Regions from separate parts of the Rattus norvegicus genome. Here region 2 is linked to region 1. Evidence: chromatin contacts called from public Hi-C data. All regions are on one chromosome and are shown on one strand. Each heading gives the region's core, a stretch centred on a gene start, on an enhancer-like site or on the middle of the called end of the contact. The rest is flanking DNA. Distances are from core to core; before and after follow the strand shown.

The links. A called contact is a pair of places that touch in the nucleus more often than the background predicts.
Region 2: a contact with region 1 is called in a Hi-C map of liver, with 7 times the contacts expected there. The contact joins the enhancer-like site here to the promoter of Sulf2 in region 1. A contact is called at or near these places in 2 of 12 Hi-C or Micro-C datasets (frontal cortex and liver) and 1 of 1 datasets of contacts at active chromatin or transcription factors (oligodendrocytes).

Annotation. Positions count from the first base shown.
Region 1 is chr3:175,321,004-175,328,238 of GRCr8, reverse strand. It overlaps Sulf2 (sulfatase 2), which reads left to right and starts at 4,588. Exons shown (of 21, transcript NM_001034927.1): 1 at 4,588-5,145.
Region 2 is chr3:175,677,017-175,684,251 of GRCr8, reverse strand. No RefSeq gene overlaps it. Among named protein-coding and RNA genes, the nearest start is that of Rnu6-760, 180 kb to the left of the region's middle. Within about 2 kb of position 3,066, at least 14 of the 93 cell types and tissues checked have an H3K27ac peak or open chromatin away from gene starts, as enhancers often do. A contact at or near this core is called in liver, where this site is marked.

The sequences.
Region 1 (7,235 bases), core at 3,339-5,838:
CCAGTGAGTGCCGGGTTCAGGGAAAGATGCTGTCTCACAGAATAAAGTGGCCATTGCCTACCATTTACTAGAGAAGACAGAAGTCAGAGATCAATGTCAGTCGAACCTCTTGATCACTATGTCCACCCACTCCCAGTCCTGGAGTTATAGGCATGCAGCCATCCCTGACTTCATACATAAATTCTCGGGGTTGAACTCAGGTCCCCCATGCTTACAAGGAAAGCACTCTCCCAACCAAGCCAACTCCCTAACCCAGCTTCATTCTTAAATGGGAAAGCTGAGTTGGGGCGGGGGAGGGGAGGCAGAGTCAGCAAAGGGACCACCTGCTTGCTAGCCAGTGGCTGAGCTGAGCTCGGGTTGCTAGACACTCTCAACCCTACAGCAGCATCGAGCCGTTGCCCGTCATCTGTTAATCGCAGTCTCTGAACTATAATCAAAGCTCAGAAGTGATTTTTCTGGAAGTCAATCACAAAACTAGTTATACTGTCCCAGAGAAAGCCCTACATTGAATAGCACTTACAGACAAATGGATTCTACGTTTCCCTTCAAGAAAACCAAGATGGGGGTTGGGGATTTGGCTCAGTGGTAGAGCGCTTGCCTAGCAAGCGCAAGGCCCTGGGTTCGGTCCCCAGCTCCGAAAAATGCTGGGGCTGTAAGGCTGCTCAGAGGTTAAGCACACACAGCACACACTGCTTTCCAAAGGACGGAAGCTGGGTTCCCAGCACCCATGGCAGGTCGCCTATAAATGCTTGTAACTCCAGCTCCAGGAGACCCGATGCCATGTTCAGGAGGATCTGATGCCCCCTTCTGGCTGCTGTGGGCATTACACACATGTGCACATACCCATACACAGACACACAGGAATATGTGTAGATCATTTTTAAAAGCCTTGAAAAGAAAAGTCCCTTTGTTCTGCCTTATCCACAGAGAGACCTCTGCTCTGCCCAGGGCCGTGTGGCTATTTTAATTGTCAACCCCATCTGTCCTCACATGTCAATATACCCTCATATATCAGGGCCACACAGTCAATGTAGAGTCACTTAAACTTTCTGGCCCATTTCTCCAAGAAAGACCAATGCTATCACATCAAACAGCAAGTCTGACTGTCACCGTGACCTGCGGTCTTTGAAGAGTGTCTCCACTGGAGACTGTCCCACTCTTTCCCTGGTAAGAAGAATTCACAGTAAACACTATGACTCTGAGATCTCTCTTGGCAATTACAGAGGTTTATAATTCTCCTCCCTCTCAAACTAGACCTTGATTCCTAAATGTGCACTTTTAGGCGTCAGGCGTTAGAATAAATTAGACTATACAATTACATGTAATTAAAGGGGGGAAACGGCTGTGGTGATGCAAAGATAGCTGTGTTTTGCTGAAGTAAAGCCGGTCTGTGACCGTGTGCTGGCCCAGAGAGGCCACATGAAGTACAATTAGTGCTCTGTTTTAATGGGGGCTTATGGAACGGCTCTCATTATCACAATATCTGAAGATATATAAACAGCTAATACCAGGTTATTTCTCCTGACAAGACAGCTTGGGTTCTGTCTAACTAAGACTTCAGCAGAATTAAACCACAAATTCATACTGTTGTGCATGATGCTGGAATTCGTGTTTTAAAAGCCCTGAAAAAGCCCGTCTCCACAAAGGAGCTGGGAAGTTTGATCTCTACCCTGGAGAAGTGAGTTGCAGCCAAGCTCGTGTGCCTTATTAAAGCCACCTGTGCCCCAGAACGTGGGGCCTCAGCCAGAGACCCCAGCCTGCAGCCATGTCCCTAGGTTAGTGTTTCTCCTTTACACGCCAATTTGTTTGAGACATGTTAAAAGGTTGTCTTTTATAACCCTCATAAAATACCATCGACTTCGCCCAGATGCGGCCACAAAAGCTTAAGACAATCTGACGCGTTTCAACCTGCGGGCCAAGATGCAGAAAGGCTCAAAGAGAGGCCTTGGGTTCCCGCCATTGCCAGAGAGTCAAGGAAATAACAATAGACAAGGCCCTGTGGGGTAGGTAGGACCCAGGCTGTCCTGCATCCCAAGCCACCAAGGCTCTGCCACAGATGAAAAGCAAGGCATGGGGCTGTCAGGACAAAGGTTCTTAAGGTTAAACCAACAATGGGGAGTTAGCCTGGGAACCTGGAGTTCTGATGGCTCCACGGCTGTCCAGCTGGGGCAGAGATGGATATTATTAGGGGCACAGGGGACACAGAAGAAAGGTTGACCTGGAACACGTGTCTAGAAGGCAGGGGTTGGAGACTCGGGTCACAGTGACTCTCTCTGTGCAGCCCACTCAGGCCAGAGTTGAACTGTGGAAGAGACCGTGACTCCCCAGGCAGGGGGACATCTGACCTTGAAGCCCCTCACATCTTTAGATAGACATAGCTTTTGAGTGGGGCCAGCCATTGTCATCTGCCTGGAAGGAGCCCAGGCAACAGGCTGAGGCCCAGACCAGCATCGTTAGGTGTGGACTAGGTATTAGGAGAGTCCAGTTGTCTTAACTGATGAATGATTCCCCGAATCACACACAGGCTCTGGCGCGCACACAAGTGTGTGTGTGCACACTCATACACTCACAGGCATGAGCAGAAGCACACACGTCCGTCCCTAAGCTCTGACCCCTCCTCAGTCAAGCACTGGAAGGGGTCAGGTGCTGGCGTTTCCACTTCCCCTGCAACAGAGAAAGAAACAGAAGAGAAATCACATGATGCCGTCTTCCTCCAGCACTCAGTCAACTGGGAGACTGCGAACTGCCCTCTTTCCTGGAATTTCTGGTGGGCACACCCACTGCGGAGAGCCTGTCTGAAGGGCAGGGGTGTGGTCATACTGTTTTCTGATGTAAATCCCCAACTCCTAGAGCATTCTCCAGAACCTCAAAGCAAACCAGGCACAGGTTCCATTCCATAGCCTCCCTTCCTCTCCTGCTCCAGACCCCCGTGGGACACTGGGGACCTGCTAGAAAATTGTTGCTGATATAAGGTATCTGTTTCGAAGCTAGGTGCAGCCTCACTGAGGTCGGGGATGGAAGCCACCTGCCCACTGCTGTGGGCTGTGGACAAGACCCTGACATCTAGAAGCATCCATGTTTTCCAGCGATTATACTTCATGGGATGACCAGAACTTCATTTGGCCACAGAACGTGCAGGAGCAGTGCTTGTTGGGAGAACTCCAAGCCAGGATGAGTAAAACATGTAAAATTAACATGTTGCAGAAAAAGAAAAGGATACAAAAAGATCACATGTATTCTTCCTTGTTGCTTTGTGTGCCTCTGAGACAGTATCACAATATACCAAGTTTGACTTCGGGTGATTCTCCTGCCTCAGCCTTCCCAGTGCTGGGACCACCATAATACTGTCTGAGTTGACTATAGCAAGATAAATAGTCAAACAAATGTTTGGGATGTCAACACTGATTACGCCTGCTTTTCTACCTGGTTTATTCGTTTATTTTCTAAGGTTTTTTTCCTTTTGTTTGTTTGTTTGTTTAAATAGGGTCTCCTGGACCTCCAGCTGGTCTTAGATTTCCTGTGTAGATAAGGGTGGCCTTGTTATTTTGACTTTCTTGCCTTTGCCTCCCAAGAGCAGGGATTGCAGGGGTGCACCACCACACTACATTTGTTTGTTTGTTTGTTTGTTTGTTTATACTTTCTAATGCAACTCTCGAAATCTCAATTATGGAAGCCACTTAACCCATGATCCATTGAGCAATGCAGCAGGCAGCTCGGACCCTTCTCTTGCAGTGATAAGACTGAAGAAAGGGGGAATGCCTTTGGGGGAGGGGGGCGTGAAAGTGAACACTTCAGGCTACAACTGCACACAGGCCAGAGGCAGGGCTTGCCCCTGGCTTAGAAAAGCAAGTTCAGGATTAGTACAAAGACAGTATGGGCGGAGTCTAGAGCCCCCAACCCAGTCAAGACAATCCGTTTGAATTTTAGATAAACAGCAAAGACGCGATTTTAGTACATCTCCATGGGTGTCCTGTTATTCTTACTTAGAGAATTTGACAACGCTTATCCATCAGGAAACTAGAAAAATCCCACCAGGGAAAGGAGGGTCTTGAAAACAAGCACAGCCTACGGGGTTCAGATAACCCCCGGAGCTCAGCTTCTCGGGTGCAGATCCTGACTCCACTGTCTGACCTTGGGCCAATAACTTAACCGATCTGTCTTGATTTCAATATCTATAAATGGAGAAACACCATGGAGGACTTTCAGGGTTACGTTCTCATCCGCGGCCAGCGCTGTTCCACCTCAGGGTCCCAGCACATCATCTGTACTTTCTGAAGCTACTGGTGGGCTCTGTGGAGGCTCTTCACCCACCCCTGACAACCAGGGCCCCCTCAAGCCTCTGGTGGCTTCGGGGACGGCAGAAACCGCGCAGACAGCACCACCTGGAGTCGAGTTCTCCCTTTACCAAGGGAACCGGCCTCCCCTTTCTTTCCCATTCCCGGCCCACGTCTGGGCAACGCTTCTGCTTTCGCTTGAGCTCAAGTTAATTTCTCAGAGAGCTTCGGAGGCGCGTGGGAAGGTCCCGGGCGCGTGGGCAGTTCCTCCCGCGATCTAGCTTGGGGATCGGCCCGAGCCGGCGTCTCCAATGGCAAGTGTGTGCGTGTGTGTTTAGAGGCGAGCGCGGGGCTTTCAGCAAAGGCTGCCGGGTGTTTGCAAACCAGGGCGAGCCCCTGTGAAAGCGGATAAAAGAAAACATTTATTAACGTGTCATTACGAGGGGCAGCGCCGGGCCGGGGCTGTCGCACGCCTCAGGGAACACTTGGCTCCTCGCTGCTGGGAGGGAGGAGGACCAAAAAGCGGAAAGAGGCTGGATTCTCTGCGCGCCAGCCCGGGGGACCTGATCCATGGCCCTCGCGACTTCGCGCCGGTGTTTGGTGGACTAAGAGATGCGCCCCCGGTCCGAGTGGCACACACGCGCGCACACACGCACGCGCGGTCCCGGCTCGCCGGCAGCTCCCTGCTCAGCGCACATCAGCCACAACTCCGCGCCCAGGGCGAGCGGGAGCGGGTGCGGGTGAGTGCGCCCCAGGCCCGCGAGGGTGCGCGCTCGGCGGCGGGAGCGCGGCCGGCCACCGGCTCGGCAGGCAGCAGGCCGGGAGCCGCCGGGACTTCGGGCCGGGGCGCCGGGCGGCTGCGAAGGCAGAGGTGAGGAGCGATGGCTGAATCGCCGGGTCCCCGGCGGGGCGGGAGGCAGCCAGATCCTAGGTCCTGGCGCGCGCGGAGGCCGGGGCGGGCGAGGCGGAGTAGAAGCCGGGATGCCGCGGCGGCGGCTGGAGCAGCGGCAAGGCAGAGTCCCCTACGCCCCACGGCCCGGCCCGGCTGCGGCAGAGGCGCGGTGAGGCCGCGGGGGCTGCGCGGTGAGCGGGGCGCGGGGCCGGGCCGGGATCAGGGATTCCAGGGCGAGCACGGCTCAGGTGAGCCCAACCGGTCCCCGCTGCCCGGCTCCGGGAAGGTAGTACCCGGAGGCTTCGGCACCGGCCGGCCTCAGAGGGGCTGACCGATTTGACCCCGTCTGCAAGGCTGGGCGGCTAGGGGAGGACTTCCGGCGCCCCGGTAATTCCCGGGGAAGGGCGCCTGGACCCGCGGGCTGCAGGAGCATGGCCCGGTTGACCCCTTGGGGTTTAGACCCAGAGAGCCAGCTAGAAGCCAGACCACGTGTGGCTTGTCCGGGCAGGACCCGAGCAAGCAGGGACTAGGAACTCGCAGAACAGAGGACAAATGAAATCGGAAAACTTCTCCCGCGCCAGGTCAGAACCCGTCGCCCTGCAGACCTGCGTCCGCCGCGGGCTTCAGAAGCCCGGAGGGGACGCTGCAGCGGGGACTGTGACTTCGTTTAGAGTAGTAGCTCATTCATTCATTCCACAAGCATTTGTGGCGCTCTGCGCGTGCCAGGCACGGATTGTCACCCAGGGAAGGGTGGACGGCCGTGTTAGTCTCTGCGAGGGCGGCTGGTGGCGAGAGGAGGCTCAAACTGGGTAGATGGAGGGAGCCTCCCACGGGCCAAGGGTCTGCTTAGTGGCCTCTGCCTGGAGGGGACCCTGAGAGCCTTGTCTCCCTACACTGTAGGATGCTCGACACAGAGCGTGGCTGTGGTGACCCCCGCCCCCTCCCCACTTCCTGAAAGTTCTGAGTGGCCCCACCCCTTCAGGACTGGCTCTCCTGAAGCTTGTTTTAATCACTTTTTGAGTTAAAAGTCAATATTTAATTAACCAAGTAATTACATTCAGCTTACGTTTGAATCTGGATATTTGCTGTGTCTATGGGGACGCCCGCCCTCTCTCCCTTCTCCATCTGTCCCCGCTTCTTTCCCACGGTGCACCCCCAGGCTACTCTGGAGGTGACAGAGAGCGGGTGACATTGGATTTCCCCGGGGACACCCTGGATTCTGTTCACCTCGCAGTTAGTGGTGACCCGCTCCGGCTCCTTACCCAAAGGGGATCAACTAAGATACAACCAGTGATTGAAAGGAGCGGGAGCTCCCTGAAGACCCCTCCCCCAAGATTCTCCACCCAGCCTGGCTGGTCCCCAGGGAAATCAAAACAACCTGTTTCTCTGTGGTTTAGTGTTGAAATCAGCAGTTTACTGAGGATGGTGTTAGCTTGGCCAATGGAATGTTGGACTTGCCGTCCCTGCCCTGGCAGAGGGTAGTGTGTGGCTTTGGACTTTGTGTAACCCTCTTGAGGGTTTATTATTATTATTATTATTTTATTATTTTATTTGAAGTTATGGCATTTTCTGAAACCTTAATAACATGTTAGCTTTTCAGACTTAAGGTTGGAAGGATGGTTTGTTGAGTCAAGGCTGGCCTCGAGGGACGATCTACGGGCACCCTTGCCTAGCCTGTGTGCCTGTGTGTGTCCCTCTGGCCCACACGAGCCTCATTCAAGGACCCCATCCCATATTCAATTTCGCACTCGATGTTCCAAATGCCTTTTCACTTGTGAGCTGATTGCCTCTCTGTCGTCTGAGTTTGGTGGCTTCTGGCCCCTAGGTATGTGGCCCTGGGGGGGGGGGGATTATCACGAAGCCATTATCTTTTCTTAGACTCTGCCCTCTCTGAAGACCAGAGGCCCTTCCTGCCTTTCTGACCAGTTCAAAGACGTTTCCCCCTTCACCTCAAAGATAAGAGGCAGGAAGTGTTTGAGCCAGGCCTTTAGACCTAGTAAGTCACGTGTCCACACAAAATCCGTGGCACATTCCTCACGCTCCAGGTCCACTCTGAACCACTAGGTTGC
Region 2 (7,235 bases), core at 1,817-4,316, 360 kb before region 1:
CACTGAGCCTCCTCCATTCAAAAGGAAACTGTCCTCTGAGCAAGCTGGAGTGGGGATGTAGGAGGGGGTGGGGATGTGAGGGTGGGGATGTGAGGGCGGGAAGGTGAAGGCGTTGGGGATGTGGAAAGTTGGAAGGGGTGGGGGGAGGCAGCAGCATGTCCTGCTGTGAAGGAAGGTTACCCAAGAGCAGTGACTGTCAACTTCTCCGATGCTTTGACCTTTTGATACAGTTCCTCCTGTTGTGGTGACCCCCCACCATAAAATTATTCTCACTGCTACTTTATAACTGTCATTTGGCCACTTTTACGAATAGTAATGTAAATACTTGTATATAGGATGGTCTTAGGCTACCCCTGAAAAAGAGTCATTCCACTTCAAAGGGCTCACAACCCACATGTCAAGAAGCACTGCCCTGGACACAAACATGAGCCTGCACACAGGGCTGCTTCCCGCCCCCAGCCCAGCCCACCCTTCCTTTCTTCACAGTGATGATATGCTAGGCTCAGGAGCTGCTAAAGACTTGTCAGCACCAAGTGAGCATGCTTTCTTAGATGTCATCGGAAGAACCAGGGAAGGACCGGTGGTGTAGCAAGCGCCGGTCACATGCCTTCATCCCATGGTCCCACCTCAGCCCTGGGGTATCTTAGCTTTCAATGGGAAAAAGCAAGCAGGGAGTGATGTGGGAAAACATCGCACTGTGGAGCAGTGATGGGGACCCCGTACTGCCAGCAGGGGTGCAGGAATTAGGACTAAGGAGAGTGAGCAGGACCCTCAGGCTGGCTGCAGAGGCTACTTCTTAAAGTGTCTGTCAGAGAAACTGCGCTGGATGTCAAGAAGTGGCTCAGAGCTGAGGATGTAGCTCAGTGGGCAGGGTGCCTGCTGGGCAAGCAAGAGCCCTGGCTTCCAGAACCAACTGGGTGAGATAGCACAGCTGTAACCCCAGCACTCTGGAGGCAGAGGCAGGAGGATCGGGAGTTCAGTGTCAGACTCGAGCATGTAGGGAGTTTGAGGCCAGCCTGAGTTACAGGAGACCCCATTCATCTCAGAGGAAGAATCCAAACTCTGCAAAAATCAGTAGACCGTGTCAGTGTCCCTTTGACGTCTTCCCCTCCCCCATGTCTTTTCTCTGTATTCTCTCAGGTTCTGCTTACACACACACACACACACACACACACACACACACACGCATGCACACACATGCACATATGTATATGCACGCTTTGCTTCTGTAAAAAAAATATTTTACTTATCTTTTACTTTGGCAAACATTTCCTCATCCTTCCTCGGGAACAGCCAAGCAAAGAATTAATTTAGATTTGTGCGACGCTGGGCCTCTCATTAAATGACTGCCACTATCTCCGGGAAGCCCTGGTGACTGGTTTAATGATCTCACTCCTTACATTCTTAAAAAAAAGTGTGGCGTGCCTCTGGCTCCGGCTTCATTCTGCTGGCAGATTTAGGCTCCCTTATCTTCCTCTGTACTCTAAACTCATTCCCATAATCCCCATCGTCAACTCCCAGTCCCCGTCCCTGCCCCTGGCTCCTGTTCTGTTGGCCCCTCTTGGTCGGCATTTCCCGTTTTTTCCTATTCTGATGAAAAACTTTATTTTACCCAGGATTGTATTTTATACTGAAAAGAGACAATGGTCGCTGTTCTCTCTGGAAGCCGGTGCCGGAGGTTTCCAAGGGGCCCAGGGAACTGGCAGGACTGGAGACTCCGGCACAGCTGGTGAAATGGAGCCAGCCATTCAATTCACCGAATGTGGAAGAGAGGAAGTTATCTCTCGAGTGCCTGCTCTCGATGAAGTGTGACGGGAGATGAGGATTGCACCAGGCCTCCAGCTTCCCTGTAAACAGAACTCCGGGAAGCGGGTTTAAAATCCTTTTGCAGCAAGCTGGAAGAAACAACATTTCCACACCAGTAGTTTATGGTGAGGGTGGCCCAACAAGCATCGAGTTTTCCTATCCTTCTCTGTCTAATAGGGTCTCAAACTACCAAGGATGACCTTGAACCTCTGAACCGCCTGCTTCCACTTCTTGAGTGTTAAGATTGCAGGCATGCACCACAAAGTCCAGTTTACGTGGGCTGGGGGTTGAGTCAGGGTTTCAGCTATGCTAGGCTAGCACACACCATCCGAGCTTCATCCTGGATCCTCACTTCACCTGCTTTCCCGAGTGCTTGGCCCAGCAGGGACATCAGTCACCTGACTGGGACACTGGACTGGGGCAGGTAGAGGCTTCAGAGACAGGAGGGTTATGCGCTGGGCAGAACTCTTCCATCCCGCCTAGGGCTCAGTCTGGGGAAGGACTGGATATGCTGGGAAAAGCCAAGTGTGTGCCGCAATAAGCAGGAGTCCTGACGGAGTCTGGAGGTCTGGAGGCCATCCCTTCTCGTTCTTCAAGCATCTGGAAGCAACAGGGAAGAATAGAGCTTGGGCTCCAGAGGGAGCTGACAGGGGGATGGGCACAGAGAACACGTCCATCATGTCTCCTTGTTGATTTAGAAAGACAATTCAGAACCAACCACAATTTGTTTTCATAGTCTAATATCTGAAGTCGGAATGTATCTCCATGGTGATGTGCTTGGAGTTCACGTCCGTGTAGTTCTTAGCATGTGTGAGAAGCCAACCTTAAGGCTCAGGGCTTCTTCAGAGACTTCCGTGTGTACACAAATCTTTATGTGTCTTTTCATAGGAACCCAGATAAAAACGTTTTCTTCTAATAAAATAACACAGAAATTAATTTTAGGGCAATCCTTTGATAGACACGTGGTTTTCTTCGTTTATTAAAGACACAGGGAAATTTACATACCAAGGCAATTTACAGGCCTGTCTGTTTAACACAATCCAATCCTAAGATATGCTAATTGATACTTATACGCCGAGGAATGCTGGTAGGGAAATATCAAAGTCCTTGTTTTTGGTAATTAAATGATTATGTCACTGTACGAGCAGAAAGTTTGGACGTTAAATAAAACCAGGATAATTCACAGCACACGGCAGCCTCAGATCGGGGCAGAGTTGCTTCAGGCACCATTGGCTCCTGTCCCATGGCATGAGCTGTGTGCAAAGTTCACGTGTGTGGTCAGCCTGCTGGCTGCAGAGCCAGCGCAAGAGGAGACGCCAGCCAGCACAGTCGTAAGCCGGCGGGACTCCACGTGTGCTTGGTTTTGGGCTCGCTTTTGGCAATTGCACCTAGAAACCGTAAATAGTTTTCACTGCTAAGTTTTCACTGGCTATGTGTGCTCCAATCTGTGACCGAAGGTGGGGAGGTTTCTGGCTGCAGTTGGAGAGGCTTTGTCTTAGCCAATGGCACTTAGATTTGGCAAAATTCGCTGGTTATCTCCGGTGGTAATACCTGTTGCCGTGAGGAGAAAAACACACAAGTCCCCTTATCTATGGAGCTTGTGTTCTGGGATCACCAGTGAGTTCTAAGACCGAACCCTAAATATGCTGTGTCTTTGACCACACAGACTCACCTACAGAAAAGCCTGTTTAGCAGGTTTGAGCTGCAAGAGGTGAACCACAGCATGACTGCGTATGACTGTGGGGCTGTCAGTAGGCAGAGTAAGGGTCGCACAGACACAAGCACTGAGGTACTGTGTTGGGTACTTTTCTCACGACTGGGACAAGCTCTCTGAGATGGTGACTAATGCGAGTGTTTACGGTGGCTCACAGTTCTGGGGTTCAGTCCGTCACAGTGGGGAAGTCACAGCCGCAGGTCACAGTCAGGACTGCACACAGTTAGGACTGCACACAGTCAGGAAGCAGAGAGAGAGATGAACACTGGGGTTCAGTCCATCACAGTGGGGAAGTCACAGCCACAGGCCCTGAGGCAGCAGGTCACACTGCACACAGTCAGTCAGGACTGCACACAGTCAGGACTGCACACAGTCAGGAAGCAGAGAGAGAGATGAACACTGGGGTTCAGCCCGATTTCTCCCTCTGTTCAGTCTGGAATCTCAGTCATATTCCGGCTGGGCCTTTGCTCCTTAATGAAATATTTCTGAAAAACGTCCTTCCGGACATTTCCGGAGGTGTGTTCCCACGGTGGCTTTAAATCCTGTCAATCAATAATCAATATTAGCCATTATACTTACCATGACAGGTGGTGGATCTGATAACCCACATGGCTACCAGGTTCCCCAAGGGGATACACTGCACAGAGGGCGATCCACACCCCAGATGAGGGGACAGGGTGCAGCTTCCTCACACCACCTCTAGTGATACTAAGCTCTTTATTCCTGGAATTTCCCACCATGTAGTTTTAGACTGTGGTTTCTGTAGGCAACCAAACGCTGGGAAGGGAAGCCGTGAATAAGAGAGGATTGACATGGTCAGGTGTACCAGACGGGATAAAAGGCAGGAATCATGCACCTCAGCCAGGAAGAGTTTAATAAGGGACAATGAATGGAGGAAGGACAGAATCACAGGAGTCACCTGTGCCGGGAACAGTGCCTAGGAACTGTGCTGCGGCCAGAGGGGCAGGGACATTACTACTGCACTCTTACAACCTGAGCTGAGGGGACTCCTAGCAGAAGCAGAAGAGATTCAGCCGCTCGAAATCTGCAGACCAATAGGGCAGGAGACTGGCATCCCATTCCCATCCAGCTGCAGGATGTCTTCCCAAACCTTAGTCAGATTCCCCGGGGAAACCAGAGGCTAGGAAGGCAGTGAGGCCGCTCCTGAGATCAAAATTTCAGGGCCCAAAGCAGGATTGAGGAGGGCAGAGCCTGGATCTGCGGGGGTAAATGATGTCACCATTCTACTGTCTATGGGGCACACTACAGGGATGGTTCGCATAGGTAGAAGGCTTTGCTGAGGTGCGGAACTCCAGTGCAGGACAGAAGATGCCCTTTGGCGGTGCTGGTACTGAGAGAAGGGAACACACCAGGGTCTGATATCTGTGCTGATGAGCTGGGTCTACCCAGAGCTGTAGGCTGGTGTGTGTGGGTACAGGCGCAGCCATCCCCTTTCCGCTGCTTCCTGGGCTGCCCGAACATGAAACCTGCAATTCCCAGGGTCTTCTGAATGGGAGAAGTGAGGAGAGATGCTGCCACCACTGCCGCTGCCACCAATGCTGCCTCTGATCAATGCAAGTTCTAAGTTTTGATGCCAACAGTGGGGCAGATCGCTGGAGCAATAGGAAGTTCTGGAAGGGCGCCTTAGGTCCTGGTGATCTTTTTTTTTTTTTTTTTTTTTTTAATTAACTTGAGTATTTCTTATTTACATTTTGAGTGTTATTCCCTTTCCCGGTTTCCGGGCAAACATCCCCCTAATCCCTCCCCCTCCCCTTCCTTATGGGTGTTCCCCTCCCCATCCTCCCCCCATTGCCGCCCTCCCTCCAACAATCTAGTTCACTGGGGGTTCAGTCTTAGCAGGACCCAGGGCTTCCCCTTCCACTGGTGCTCTTACTAGGATATTCATTGCTACCTATGAGGTCAGAGTCCAGGGTCAGTCCATGTATAGTCTTTAGGTAGTGGCTTAGTCCTTGGAAGCTCTGGTTGCTTGGCATTGTACATATGGGGTCTCGAGCCCCTTCAAGCTCTTCCAGTTCTTTCTCTGATTCCTTCAATGGGGGTCCTGTTCTCAGTTCAGTGGTTTGCTGCTGGCATTCGCCTCTGTATTTGCTGTATTCTGGCTGTGTCTCTCAGGAGAGATCTACATCCGGCTCCTGTCGGTCTGCACTTCTTTGCTTCATCCATCTTGTCTAATTGGGTGGCTGTATATGTATGGGCCACATGTGGGGCAGGCTCTGAATGGGTGTTCCTTCTGTCTCTGTTTTAATCTTTGCCTCTCTATTCCCTGCCAAGGGTATTCTTGTTCCCCTTTTAAAGAAGGAGTGAAGCATTCACATTTTGATCATCTGTCTTGAGTTTCATTTGTTCTAGGCATCTAGGGTAATTCAGGTCCTGGTGATCTTCAGGTGCATCTCCATGCCTGGCTTTTGATTTCCAGAGAGAGAGAGAGAGAGAGAGAGAGAGAGAGAGAGAGAGAGAGAGAGAGAGAGAGAGAGAGAGAGAGAGTTCCTGAGATGTCTTCAGGACGTGAGGACGATGCAATGAGTTACAGGGAAGTGGGTGTGCCCCCGGGGAGATGGAGGCTGAACTCTCCCACTTCACCCCTGATGTGCTGAGGGCTAGAGTCCAGGAGTCTCTGCAGGTAGCAGGGTTAGGATGTCAGGGACTCCCTTTTCACTTCTAGCAGATCTCAGAGGTCAGGGAAGTCCACTCTACAGGGCAGTCCCCGGGCGGTGAAATCGCAGAGCATCCTGGCCACCAACTGCTCCAACAAGGCCGATTTTCTCTCTGCCCTTTTCAGACTCACGCTGGGTTCCTTTACCAGGCAGTGGGAGATGGATGGTTTCATTACTTGCGGCTCTCAGCAATAAATCTCGCAGTTGCAGTGAATGTGAGCTTTCCCCTTACTTTACCTCCCCTGTCCTGTGATTCATCACATTTAATCTTTCTTTTACCTTTGAATCTGGGGGCTGGGGAGGAGCAGAGGCCCCGGGGACTGAGGGGCTGGTCACTCCTTAGAGGCTGAGGAGAAGGGACTGTACATATGGGGTCTCGAGCCCCTTCAAGCTCTTCCAGTTCTTTCTCTGATTCCTCGAGCTCGAGGTGGGCTGGAGCAATGGCAGCCTCGGTGTAAGGGAAGGGCCTGTAAAGGGACCCTGGGGGACCTCCACTCCTGGTTTGCCAAGTCTCCCAGACAAGAAGGGGAGAAAGCTGACCGCCAGACAGAAAGGAAGCAGCCGTAAAGTTCTCCGCCAGGGGACTGTGGAAGAATCTAATTCCCGATGAAATGTGTTCTTGTTTGTGTACAATTAATTTTCCTCCCAAATGAAGGGCTTTGTCTCTCACTCTGTGTTTCAATAGCAACCATGCAATTAAGGCAGCGCGTGCAGTCTCTCCTCAGAAAGGGGCGACTTGGTGCTAACATGGTGGGAAGCAAACATTGCTTCCTGGGTCTAAGAAGAAGAAGAAGAAAAAAAAAACAAAAACAAAGGGCCAAAGAAAATAGCTTCAAATAGAGACTTGGCTCCCGCAGGGATGATGTCATTTGGAAAATGTGAGCTGGAAGGCTCTGTGAATGAAGGGGCCACAGGAACCCTGTTCTGGCTGCAGGGAGCTAGGGTAAGGAGGTGGGAGGGTGGGGGGACTGGAGGGCTGGAGGCTGCCCCAGGGCCAGAGAGACAGGTCCGAACTCAAAGCCGTGCAGAGGCCAGACGGC